4 separate regions of the Mus musculus genome follow, and all the other regions are linked to region 2. Evidence: chromatin contacts called from public Hi-C, HiChIP or PLAC-seq and promoter capture Hi-C data. All regions are on one chromosome and are shown on one strand. Each heading gives the region's core, a stretch centred on a gene start, on an enhancer-like site or on the middle of the called end of the contact. The rest is flanking DNA. Distances are from core to core; before and after follow the strand shown. Region 1 overlaps Asic2 (acid-sensing (proton-gated) ion channel 2). Region 2 has its middle 25 kb from the start of Gm11418. Region 3 overlaps Myo1d (myosin ID). Region 4 has its middle 19 kb from the start of Spaca3.

Region 1 (2,929 bases), core at 335-2,834, 530 kb before region 2:
TATGAATCTCAGTTTTCTTCTTTGTGAGTCAAGGGTCATAGCATGACCTTCAGGCTTGTTAGGCTGATTAAGTAACAAAAGACAGGAGAAACATCCGACTCACAGTAGCCACTCACAGTGCCTCTCATGTCTTTCATCCCTTCAGAAACGTCCAGACCTGCAAGCTTTACCACTGCACTCAAGGGCATGCTCAATATGGGTCTTAGAAGAGAAGGCTTGGGAAGCCAGGTCCGGTTCTATCTGAGTTTGCAACTGTACAGAAGCCATCTTAGGGTAACCTAGCCTTGGGATTGTCTTATAGAATATGGAAATTTCTGCAGCAAAAAAATCTCCTTTTAAAGACAGTCCCTCTTTGCTACATAGTGCAACTTGTGCTTTCAAATGTTTTTATTTAAAATAAATTAGCCATGCTGTTGACTCTGGCAGGAAACCAGAGGCTGTGTTCTCAGCTTGCTCTGCTGCACTGCACTGCAGCGAGTTCCCGATTGGAGCTGAGCTGAGGGTGGCTTCTGGATGCTGTGGGTGGGCACAGGTTGAGGGTGCAGAGAACCAGGCTCACATAATTGCTCTTCTACCACATGTTTACTCTGTGACTTTGGGAATACCCTCGACCACTCCACTCAGCTATCCACCCTTAACCTCCATGCATTCAGAAGTACTGCTTAGTGTCTAGTATAGCAGGGCTCTCACACTTCAGGAAGTGAGCTTTACATCCTTTTTCCTAAAAGGTAGATAACTACTCTTGAAGGGTGACATTAAAGATCCAGAACAGGGGCTGGGGAGATAGCTCCATCAGTAAAATCCTTGCTGCACAAGTGTGAGGACCTGAGGTTAGACCCTCAGAACAACTGTGGAAAAAGTTGGGTCTGGCAGTATGTCATGTATTCTCAGTACTGAGGGGGCATGGGGCGGGGTGGGGCGGGGCCAGGGGCAGAGGCAGGGGTTGGGGGGGGAGGGGCACAGGCAGGAAGGTCCCTTGGGCTTGCTAGATAGCTATGCTAGCCAGTTGGTGAGAGACCCTGCCTCACAAAGAAAGGTGAAAAGTGATTGAGGGATTTACCCCATGTTTATTTCTAGCCTTCACACATATGCACACACACACATTCACACACATGAATGTATGCACATACCACAACATACACATAGACGTAAATAAAGATCCAGAAGAGAGTATATCACACATTGCCCCTTGCTCACACAGGTGTGCACTCCCTGAGAGCTGGTTCTGCAACTCTTATCAGTATTATTAGCCAAGTATTGCTTCCGGTGGCTGTGGGATGTATGTGTGTGTGTGTGTGACTTAATCCTCTTGTGTGTTGCAGTTATGTCTCACCCACAGTAGGAGTTCAGTCAGTGATAAGGTTTGAAAGCCTATTTTCCTGTCGGTCTCCAGCATAGACTGTAAGCAAGATCTGTTTGCTCAGGGCATTTTTTTCCTTCTCCCTCTCTCCCTCCCTCCTCTCTTCAGGGTACACAGTGATAACTGGGGAGCTACTGTATTTGATGATTCAGGATCTGTTATGCATCGTCCCCAACACCACCCGTTAAGGAGGACTCGAGCCAGGCCCAGGGAATTATTGTCAGTATTTTATCCAGCTATTCTCGTCTCTAACACTGCAGTGGGTGGCTAGAGCTGGTGACTTTCCTCTCTTTTGTGCACACGAGACCAGAATAAACAGTGCAGGGTGAGTCACTTCAGACCCTTAAAGCTTCAATTACTTAACTCAAGGGCCCAATGAAGCTCAGAAAGTCACCTTTTCCAGAACAGCCAGAAGCAGATGAGAAACATGCCGTGTTTCGAGTGGTCCATGGCTTCTCGGCAAAGGAACCTGCTCCTAGCTAGCGAGAAGTGGCCAGAGGGGAGAATTGCAGAGACAGCGGCCCCCACCCCTCTAAGGACTCCACACACATTACCTCCTACCTCGCTTCATTTGCTCTTTACTCTGACCTTGTGAAGGAATACACTTAATGCCACCAAGGTAGTAACGGCCCCATACATATTTCTTGCCTATTAGGTGTGGGACACTTGCTCTCCAAGCCTTCCATCCCCACCCTGAATCTTCAGAGCAATGCTGTGACATGCTTATGTTCTCCACTTCAGAGAGGAGGCAACGGAAGCTGGAAGAATGAGAAGAGACAAGAAACAGACCGTCTGATTTCACTCTCCGGGGCTCTGTTTCCTACTCTGAGTCTGTTCTCAGGGACATTGATGAATGTTCAAACTTTTGTCTGTGTCATGCAAGAAGGCAGGACGTGATCTGGGTATCAGGAACACTGTTACCCAGTGTGTGTGTGTGTGTGTGTGTGTGTGTGTGTGCATGCGTGCGTGTGTGTGCGTGTGTGCGTGTGCGTGCGTGCGTGTGTGTGTGTGTGTGTGTGTGTGTGTGTGTGTGTGTGTAAGACACAGAGAGGGTGTCAGACAAACGGACATTCAGACAGGCAGACTGTCTCTGACGGAGAGACAGGTACAGACACACAGATACACAGATACAGGCAGACAGGCAGACAGGCAGACAGAAAGAGAGACAGGTACAGATATACAAATACAGACAGACATCAGACAGACAGACTTCAAGAACCATAAACTGGTGTGATTTTTTTTTCTATATCTTTTGAGTCTAGCTCCAATTGATTTGGAAATAACAAGAAATCCACAAGAAGAGAATTTAAGTAAGGACTGTATCTACCTAACTTTTTTCACCTCCTCAGCACTGGGGAAAACTTGTTTAAGATTCCACTTTAAGAGGATCAAAAACATAAGTTGTTCCCCTTACACGCGATTCTATAAAGGCAGCGTGACAGGCATTACAAATTGTTAACTGTTTTCCATTTTTCAAAAAGAAGTTTGGACTTAAAAAAAAATTCATGTTGCTGAAGCTTTGAAATGTAGAAAATTCTTAACCTTTATAAAAGTTTGTCTTAAAGTTAG
Region 2 (3,140 bases), core at 486-2,985:
GGGATTCTCTCCCTCTCCTGCTCCTGAATTCCTGGCTAGTTCCTGGCAATCCTTGGCTTGGGTTGAGCCTGTGTAAGAGCAGATGCTGTAGCTGATGCTCTCAGGACTGTAGGGAGCATGAGCCTGTGGGAGCCGGGAGCAGTTTGGTGCAAGGCTTCTTGACAATGAAATGAAACTGGAAACATGGACGCCAAATCACGAAACAGCCCTTCCCCATCCAGGAGCTGAGACACTGGGCAAGGCCGGTGGTGCGCTCTTCCCCTCCCATTAGGGCCAAATGGGAAGTGGAAGCGCCTCCTGCTTTCTGAGCTGACGTTCAACTCCAGGACTCAAGATGATAAACACAGGCTTCATTATGCCCCTGTCTTCTTTTGCGGGCTTCTTAAGTGATTAGTGTAATAGTCTGTACACAATAGACTTTTAATTAATTTTTGTGGAATGCATAAATGCATGAACCACCAAGGGAAGGAACTGAAGTCCCTTGTGACAACAATCCCCTGAGCCCATCTCCACTCTATCTTGTAAGGGAAGCCCGCCAGGTAGCGGGCGATACTCAGGGAGGAGGCTTATAGCAGCTAAGGAGGAGTGTATCTGGGGATGGGCTGTCCTTCCTCTGCCTCCTGGGCAGGTGAGCATACATCGAAGCAGCCTTTCATGACTGTGATCTGACAGAGAGAGATTTTGGGATTTCCTCTGGAAATCTATAGCTATATGAGGAGGGGGTTATCCTTTCTCCTGGGGTCTTCTCATGATCATGGCTCTGTCTTACTGCGCCCTCTTCAAGTGAGGTACGGCCGTGTAAGTCATAGGAAAATCACTCCAGGGTCTAATGTCAACAAAGAAGACCATTTCCTCACTGCTCCAGATAGTCCCTTGGACTGTGAAAAACCCTTCCCAACAAGCAAACAAAAATTCCGACCACAGTTAGAAACCAAAGCCCAACAGAGGATTCAGTTCTCTAGAGATTTCTCCAGTGCAAAGCCACTAAGGAAAGGATGGTCTTTGGCCTTTGGGACATCACAAATCCCGTAAGGCTGATGCATGCAGACTACCTCATGCATATGATTGTTACATAGGCAATTCTGAGATGGCACAACTCATGAGATGTCTATCACCTATGTCAGTCAAAGAAAGCCCCGCCCTTTCGGAGACCGCCTCCTGAAAGCTCTTGGGATCTAGAGCCCTGTGCTGGCTGGAGTTTGCCCCTGCTTCTTGGAATGTTTACTCATTCATTTTCGCTTTCATCAACCCGTGCGTTCAAGGATACCACATCGCAGAAGAGCCATGCTGTTTATCCCGAGTCTATCTACCTGTCTTCACCCTGGGGAACCAGACTGTTGATAAGCTAGCTGATCCCTCTCTCCTTTCTTAAGATGTACTATCAGATCTCCCGGCCCCGCCTCCCTCAGCCTCTCCATCTTTGCTTAGTCCCACCCCTCCACTGAGTGCGGAAACAGACACCCATTCATTCCACGGAGCACAAACGATGTGTAGTCGGGAGCAGAGGAGGAGCTCCTAGGATGATGGAAGGGAGTCTCTTCGGGAGTAAAGCCTCCCTTCTCCTCTACCTACTGGGGGCCTAACAGGAGTGCCTGCTGCAGGAGTTAACCTCAGGACTTAGCTTCCGCCGCCCCAAACAGGCCTTTGTACTGCCAAGTCCTTGGATTGTACAAGCTTCTCTAACACTGGGAGTCAAATCAGGATCTGCATCATCTGTGTAGCTCCCTCCCACGCCTGAGTTGTCCCTGGCTGGAGGCAGGATCTCTAGACATCTCCCGTTACTTGGGGGGAAGTCAGCAGCCCTGCAGCTGGGGTGAAGTGCTTTCTAGGAAGTTCTAACCCCTATGTGTCTTCATGCCCAGGGCTCTACAGTTTATAATGCCACCATCCGGAACCTATGGCCCTAACCCAATTTCGTTTGCATTTTCATTCCTTTGACCCTAGACCACTAAGCCGGAAAGCGCTGCCTCAGACCAATTAGGATCCCTAGTTATTTCTGAGTATTCCTTTAGGTGAGGCTTTTACAGGCTCTCTTCTGCACCAAGCTTCAGGCCGCTTGGGTCCGTGGGTGTTTCATCTTCCTAATAAAATCCATCCATCCATCTTCCCGAAGAAGCAGATATCCCAGGGCTAGACTAGGGAAATAAAGTAATAACGTTATCGGCCTTCACAGAGCTATTTAAATACAGACCCGGTTGCTGGGGAGATGAAAGGGGGCCCCTTTTGTTATGAAAATGAAGGGAGTGGGGAGGGGTTCTGTTTGTGTTTTGATATGTTAATATGCCTGGAAGCCACCCAGGGTGGGCAGTGCTGGGGAGGCTGAGTCGCAAGGCATATTTATTTGTGCAGTTTAATTTAACAGCTAGGCTACAACGGGAGCTGCAATCGGGATTGTGTAAAGATAATTACAGCCCCATTATTAATCAGATGCCTGCAGGAGATGGCTTGCTAGCTCGCGGCTCCCCGGGCTGCATGCAGATCAGCAGCCAATCTGACACAGCATCTTTGTGGTCTCATTCTGCCATCTAGTGGCTGTTTCAGGAATTGCCCAGGGAAGATCATTCTAATTTGAAGTTCCTTTTTAAACAATGGGACGACATTCTAGAAGAAAAGGCAATTGCTGCAGCTTCTGAAAAGATAAGATAGGGAAAGGTTTGGAATCACATCACCAGTTTGCCACTTTTTAGTGATTCTGAGCTTGAAGTCGGAGAAAGTAACATATTTTTGATTGGATTCTGCCCCCCCCCCTCCGTCCCCCGCCCCGACCCCGGGGAACCTGAGTCTTCTAAAGAGTTCATGAACTATATACATAAACACACTGTGCTTTTCCATTCTTTTCTCTTCCATCTTTCCCGTTCTTCAGCTTTGTATCATGTTTTAGTTTCATTTTTCTCTTGTCTCTTGGATTAAAATCTTGCTTTTGTTTTGCGTTTTTCCCTGAGTCGAATGACTTGGGGCAGGGGGTATAAATCAGAAACAACCACACTCAGTCGAGCAAGGTTGGCATGTCCCTGCATTCCCAGCACTTAGGAAGTTCATGCAGGAAGAGCTGGGGTTCAAGGCTGGCTTGATCTACCCAGTAGAAACCTTACACCTGCCGAGGGTGGGGCACGCCCAGCATGAACTGACTGCAGCGAGGA
Region 3 (3,210 bases), core at 255-2,754, 990 kb before region 2:
TGGCAAGTTCTCACCACTTCCTATGCGTATGATGTGCGCAGGCAGGTATCCATGTTTGTATACAAGCGTGTAGATGGGTGAGCAGAGGTGTGCTCATGCACATGAAAGCTAACGGCTGACACTGATGTCTTCTTCTGCTGCTTTCTACCTGATGGTTTGAGAGTCTAACTGAACCTGGAACTCACCAGATCAGCTACACTAGAAATGCCAGACTCGCGCATATCGCTTGATAGTATTTCATACATTTGCTAAGCAAAAGGAAAGGAAACAAAGGTACCTCACCCTGCGATGCTCAGACTGAAACCACACGTATCTTATATAGCTACCTTGATAAACAGTTACATTTTCTTAGGTTAATATGTGAAAAAAAATTAGATATGCTAGGGAGTATATTTTTAAACTTGCACTAAGGATATGGTTCAATGTTAAGACAAGTTTGCCTTGCAAATGTTGAGGCCTGCCTGGGTTCCATCCCCTGCACACCACAAACAGAACTCCACCACACAAACCAAACAAACGAAAAAAAAAAACCCTAAAAATACTTTAAGTGGCAGTTACTTTTCACTAAGGGATGAACAGCCATTACAATAAAATATTCTGATCGTCACAAGAACCAGAGAAGGCCAGCTAACAGTGGGGCAGAGGTGAAGGCAGGAGAGGAGAAGACGTCTGTTAGAAAGCCCGAATTGAAGATGGCTTCGGCAGCTGTGCTTCCCAGCAGCTTCAGCACAGGGGAAACTTAATGAGTTGCAAGGCTTACCTGATTTAGCAGGCATGTTTAATAAGGCAGGCAACTAAAATAAATACTCCTTGCACCCAAATATGCCCTTTGTGTCTTTAGAACAATTATTTTTGTTGGGGAAGGAGCAAAAATGAATTGCTCAGTAGCAACTGGATGGCTTTTGTTCCCCGTGCCTGAACACATTTCCAGCTACACTTCTTATTCATGAGCTTGCTCCTCTTGAGTACGGGGTAGCAGGAATATTGTGATTTCGTGTAAACATCTATTCACTAAATCCCCTTCCTTTTCCTAATGAATGCTTTACAAAGAGTCAATCTCTTCAGCTTGCAGCAATTAAACAAGAAAAGAGCAATGAAAATGTAGCCATGCTTCCATCCCCTCCCCCTTTTCTCTGATACCACCTATAGGGGCCAGACACCGTTGCCATGGAGACACCAGCTGTTGGGCTGTGAGTGACAGGTCTCAAGAGAGAAATGTCTGAGAAAGGGAACATCTCAAGTTAAAACAAAAGTGGTGAGGGAAAAAAAAACAAAGCAAGCTGTTTTCCCGACACAGTGGAGACTCAATTGAGAGGTGTATTCCGCCCGAGAGAAGAAAATAAAGGTTTTCCCCTTCTTTCATCTAGCACAGGAAACGTTTTTCTTCCAACGGGGAACAGACTTCTTTTAAGTAAATCTGAAGCATATGTACACATCTCGGCATAATTACATTTTAAAATTGGGATTCATACTGATGCACCAAATTGGTTGCCGTAGTAATGAGCTATCACCCAGGCAACGGGTTTGCTGCTCTTTCTGGAAAGCAAATCATCGGAGTCCAATGTGGGGGAATGGGTTGGGGAAGGGAGGCAAAGGACACTTACTGACAGCGGGGGAAGTGGGCTGTGGAAGGGCAACAGATGACACTGGCCATATCTAGGAGGAGATAAGGATGAGACAAATTGGTTTTGACACATCATCATTATTTTCCAAATATGCTTTTTCTCATTTTATTCACCAGTTGGGTGGTGGAGGAGGAGGGTGCTGAGGGCGGGAAAGCAAGAATGCCTTGTGGTTTCAATGATAATTTCTGCTGAAGCCTTTTTATTTTTCTAAAAGGCTGTCATTTGTCAAGGTGCAGATGTGGCTGCATATTTAAATGGATCAGTTGTTGGCTTATATAATAAATCTTAGAGATTTTCTTCAGAATTGTAAGATCAATGACTTGTACATAGCAATACTATTCTAATAGCATGGCTTAGTAATATATGCAGGATAAGGTTTCAAATTCAGTAGCTGAAATCTCCTAGATGTTTCAGAAGACAAACATGCCTTGGTTTCTTCATTGAGAACATACACACACTTTTCCATACTGTTTTATTATAAATGTCCAACATACTTCCTTGCTGGAGGACTCTGTTCCTTGTATCTAGTTCTCCTGTATCTTGTGCTTATCATAGTCTACCTTAACACACTGGTGACTATATATTTGAAAACTGCTGGCTGGGTGTAGCATGGGTGTGACACATGTCTTTAATCTCAGCATTTGGGGCAGAGTCAGGCAGATCTCTGAGTTTGAGGCCAGTCTGGTCTATAGAGTGACATCCAGGATAGCCAGGGCAACACAGAGAAACTCAAAAACAAAAACAAACAAACAAAAAGAAAACTGCTACTTCCTTTCTTCCTTCCTTTTCACCACTAACTGCTTGCCAGTCATTTCTTTTTTTTTTTTTTTTTTTTTAATTTTTTTTTTTAAATTATTTATTTATTATATGTAAGTACACTGTAGCTGTCTTCAGACACTCCAGAAGAGGGCGCCAGATATTGTTACAGATGGTTGTGAGCCACCATGTGGTTGCTGGGATTTGAACTCAGGACCTCTGGAAGAGCAGTCAGTGCTCTTAACCGCTGAGCCATCTCTCCAGCCCCCTTGCCAGTCATTTCTACTTGAATGTCTCATTCATACCTGAAACATATCATGCCTACACTGCTAATATCCTGGAAATATGTGCTAGTGACTATACCTTCTATCTCAGTCATTCACAACATTAGCTATCTATGACCCCAACTTGGAAGAATGGGAACCCCAAACAACTCTCATGGTCTGATAATTTCCTCTCATCTCAGCTGTGTGACTTAGGCCATAAGATTCGTAAATTGGCTACTGTTTCCTCTTTGATACACTTTTATTTAAAATTCCAAAACTGACTACACTACTTTTCTCTTATGATTTCCATGGAATATGGCAAGAAACTCTACTGATGTATAAACACGTAACAGCTACAGCTGAGCTTGCAAGAAAGCGAAGGTCAGCACTCCCGTGGGGGAGACGGAAGGTGAAGACAGAATCATGCCCAGAGCTCATGGGCCCCCTAGCCTGAGTGTGCAGCAGAAAACAACAAACAAACAAACAAACAAACAAACAAACCAACCACAAAGCAAAGCAATTGGGTAATCTTCAACATATTTAAAAATGTTCACACCTTACAA
Region 4 (3,132 bases), core at 46-2,545, 740 kb before region 2:
AGTCAGCACTCTCTAGGGCATGGCCAGCATCAGTGGGGCCATGGAGGGTCACTGACTGGCAACCTAATGCCTGTCCCCATGGTTATGAACATCATTCCTGGGTGGGGTGGTGGGGAAGGATTCATCGTTTCCACTTTGTTCTAAAATGGGTTTGTGATCGAAACAAGATTAAAAATCAATATGTTACAGGAAACAAATAGTAATGAAGAAACCTTGGAAAAAGTCTCTTATGGACCTTTGTACTCTCTCTCTCATTCTCTCTCTCTCTGCATGTGTGCACGTGTGCATGTATGTGTGTATATATGTGTGTGCATGTATATGTGTTTTCTATGTGTGTGTATGTATGTGTGTACATGTATATGTGTGTACGTGTATATGTGTGTGTATGTATGTGTGTACGTGTATATGTGTGTGTATGTGTACACATGACTTCATTTTCCTCTATCATGTCTTTTCTTGGGTTTCCTTGACCTTGTCCAGTCCCCCTAAACTCTGCCTATTCTAACCTCCTGGACCCACCTTACACCTCTTTTCATGCCCCTTCAACTGGGACCCCAATCCATCTGTATACTTGTTAGTATTTCCACTCAGACTGTAAACTCCATGTGAGGGCAAATGCCTGGCACACAACAGTCGAGGGGATGAATAGTGGATCTGTGTTCTTCATATTTTGGCTATTTGCTTTTTATTTTTCTCCTGTTCCCTTCTCCACCTCTGCCAGGAAGCTTTCCTAATGCAATATGGGGACTGCCCCACTGTATGTGGGTCGGGGCTGGATGAACCCTCCTGCAGAAGGAATTCTTTGGCCTCTCTGAACCCCCTTTCTCCTCTGTAACCGGGAAGTTCAGTCACCGAGGCCTGAAGGAGCCCCTTGGCTGTACAATTCCAGGAATGGAAGACTCTGAGTCTGTGAAGGAAGAAAGTCTCCTGGCTTCCTTCTCCTTGGGTCCCTCTGTTCAAGTGGGCTGAGCCAAGCTTCCTGGAAGGGGCATGTCACCTGGCAAGCTCACCCCTGTGGGTGCTGGGCTCCCAGTGGCCACCTCTAGCTTACTAAGAGCCAGAGCCTCCAGTCCCATCAGTGCGTGTGGTGCTGGAAGCTACTCTCAAGGCACGTTCACAGTTAAAACATTCACAAAAATAGCTTCAAGCTGGAGAGAGGAAAATAAAATAACTCTGGCGTCTTTGCCAAAAACAACAAAGCAACAGCCTGTGCGCAGCCAGCTCAGTTGCTGGCAGAGCTCGGATGCTCGCAGAAGGACTTGGTTCTTTCGCTCCACTGACCACAGCAGCCTGCTGGACTGCCTGTGAGGCCTGGGGCCACTCATCAATCAGTTTATCCCAGCCTCCAAGGCCACTGAGCGTCACCTTGAGGTATGGCCACGTGACTGTTCTCAACTCCAAGCCTATGTGTCATCTTTGGTGATCGTTTAGCTTGTGACATGTGCCCGAGTGACCTCTGCACCCATGACCCCTCCCAATCATCACTCTAAAAAACGTCTGTATGAATACTTATTTGTAATGACGGCAAGAAAAACAGACCACCACTCTCTGGAAGTTAGACTATCTTCTGTTAACCATGGACTAATTGATACTGGTTATTAGTTTGTTCTTTTGTAGTGTGTGTGTGTGTGAACATTTAAACAGGCTAAGTACATAGACATACCCTAAGCTGAACAAAGCTGGAAACCCCAAATAGGAAGAAATACATAGATATGTGAGCCCCAAAGCTATACAAATGTGTCTAAACACTCTTTGGCCCATCACAAAAAATGAGTCCTATTTCTAATTTATCGCTCTTGGAAGGAAGCTAGAAATCTACTGAAGCAGTTCAAATATCATCTTCAGTTGTTAATTTTTAAAATGTCTGAAGTTGTCAAATTGGAAGAAAGCAGAGGCATCAGATAGGATCCTACATACACAAATAGACACTTCCCTTTGTCCCTGTCCCTGATGGGAGAGTCTGAGGTCAGCCTCCAGACCCCCCATCCTTCCACATTTGCTGGTCTTGCCACCAGTGGGACACTTTCCAGTTGGCTGAAGTGATGGGTGAGTTTATCTCATAGACGACTATGGCCTGGCCAAGTCTTGGGAGAAAGATCACTTTTGGCTCTTCTTGCTTTAAGTGAGTCAACGTTATAGATCTACAAATAGAGTTGTGAGCCCAGCAGCTAAGGAGTACATCTTAGCACAGTCATTCATTCTGTGGGTGATCCCAGGTCAGTCTCCCCTAACCCAAGTTGGGTCTGTTCATTTGGAAAACAAGAACATTAGGCCATGAGCTCCAGTAGGCAGAATAATCACCCATGAAAATACTTGCATCCTGATCCCTATGTGGCTCTACATAGGAAAGAGGCTTTGCAGATGTGCTGGAGGGGATAACCTTGTAATGGAGCAGATTGTCTGGACAACCTGGTGGGCCCATAGGAGCCTTTAAAGGGGAAGAGTAGGCGAGGTCAGGGCTGGAGGAAATGTGACTATGGAAGATTATGTGATATGAGAAGACTTAATCGTTCCAGCTATCTTGAAAGAAGTGGGAAGGGGTCAAGGTACCAGTCAAGGAACAGTGGTGGGTCTATAGTGGCTGGACAAGGTAAGGAAGTGGACCCTCCCCTGGAGTTTCCCGAGGGAAATGCAATCCTGCTGTCACCGTAGTGCAATGAAGCCCATGTGAGACCTTATAGAGCCGTAAGGTAATACAGTGTCTTAAACATTATACTACTAATGATTGACAGCTGCCACAATAGAAAATAACATCAGAAACCTTCCACCTAAGCCGTTCTGCTTTCTTAAGAACTGTTAACAGTTTGGGCAACCCCTGTAGAGAGTTTGGCTGTCTGTGAGCATGGGGGTGGGCATTGCAGTAGACTCTTTCCCATCTGTCTTTGCAGTTTTCATCACCTCCATCTTTCGGCCATGCTTGTATATATGTGATGTGTGTGTATAGAGCTTGCTTTATCTGGAGGGTAGTATGACCTCAGGCTTTGGAATCTGAAGGGGTCTTACATTACCTGGCCCTGCACCTCTGCTTCACACAGTTAAGTTCTGATCATCCTCAAATCAAGGCAATGAGCCTAGAGAGGGTCAGAGAGTCACCACAATCAGCTGCTCAGAGGAGAGGATCATGGGCCACAG

Evidence for each region. Promoter capture Hi-C pulls out the DNA fragments that hold promoters and counts their contacts. Hi-C and Micro-C count contacts between places; a contact is called where the count stands out from the background. HiChIP or PLAC-seq counts read pairs in DNA pulled down with a chosen protein or histone mark.
Region 1: a contact with region 2 is called in a promoter capture Hi-C map of hippocampal neurons, with 5 times the contacts expected there. The contact joins two enhancer-like sites. A contact is called at or near these places in 1 of 39 promoter capture datasets (hippocampal neurons), 3 of 115 datasets of contacts at active chromatin or transcription factors (all in embryonic stem cells) and 2 of 9 other capture datasets (embryonic stem cells and embryonic tail).
Region 3: an H3K4me3 HiChIP or PLAC-seq map of embryonic basal ganglia shows a contact between it and region 2, with 7 times the contacts expected there. The contact joins two enhancer-like sites. A contact is called at or near these places in 1 of 15 datasets of contacts at CTCF or cohesin (pro-B cells), 1 of 484 Hi-C or Micro-C datasets (cortical neurons), 5 of 115 datasets of contacts at active chromatin or transcription factors (astrocytes, embryonic basal ganglia, embryonic forebrain and 1 more) and 1 of 9 other capture datasets (embryonic stem cells).
Region 4: a Hi-C map of cortical neurons shows a contact between it and region 2, with 2.4 times the contacts expected there. The contact joins two enhancer-like sites. A contact is called at or near these places in 10 of 39 promoter capture datasets (the C10 cell line, cranial neural crest, embryonic stem cells and 7 more), 1 of 15 datasets of contacts at CTCF or cohesin (the NIH/3T3 cell line), 1 of 484 Hi-C or Micro-C datasets (cortical neurons), 12 of 115 datasets of contacts at active chromatin or transcription factors (differentiating embryonic stem cells, embryonic basal ganglia, embryonic hindbrain and 5 more) and 2 of 9 other capture datasets (embryonic stem cells and embryonic trunk).

The regions. Positions count from the first base shown.
Region 1 is chr11:81,078,982-81,081,910 of GRCm38.p6, forward strand. The region is part of intron 1 of Asic2 (acid-sensing (proton-gated) ion channel 2); the gene reads right to left. Among named protein-coding and RNA genes, the nearest start is that of Gm51910, 55 kb to the right of the region's middle. Within about 2 kb of position 1,585, at least 16 of the 459 cell types and tissues checked have an H3K27ac peak or open chromatin away from gene starts, as enhancers often do. A contact at or near this core is called in hippocampal neurons, where this site is marked.
Region 2 is chr11:81,610,941-81,614,080 of GRCm38.p6, forward strand. It overlaps a transcript of Asic2 not described here. Among named protein-coding and RNA genes, the nearest start is that of Gm11418, 25 kb to the left of the region's middle. Within about 2 kb of position 1,736, at least 89 of the 459 cell types and tissues checked have an H3K27ac peak or open chromatin away from gene starts, as enhancers often do. A contact at or near this core is called in cortical neurons, embryonic basal ganglia, embryonic forebrain and 1 more, where this site is marked.
Region 3 is chr11:80,621,702-80,624,911 of GRCm38.p6, forward strand. The region is part of intron 16 of Myo1d (myosin ID); the gene reads right to left. The region is part of intron 1 of Gm38907 (a long non-coding RNA gene); the gene reads left to right. Among named protein-coding and RNA genes, the nearest start is that of Gm38907, 4.5 kb to the left of the region's middle. Within about 2 kb of position 1,505, at least 55 of the 459 cell types and tissues checked have an H3K27ac peak or open chromatin away from gene starts, as enhancers often do. A contact at or near this core is called in cortical neurons, embryonic basal ganglia and embryonic forebrain, where this site is marked.
Region 4 is chr11:80,876,191-80,879,322 of GRCm38.p6, forward strand. No RefSeq gene overlaps it. Among named protein-coding and RNA genes, the nearest start is that of Spaca3, 19 kb to the left of the region's middle. Within about 2 kb of position 1,296, at least 67 of the 459 cell types and tissues checked have an H3K27ac peak or open chromatin away from gene starts, as enhancers often do. A contact at or near this core is called in cortical neurons and hippocampal neurons, where this site is marked.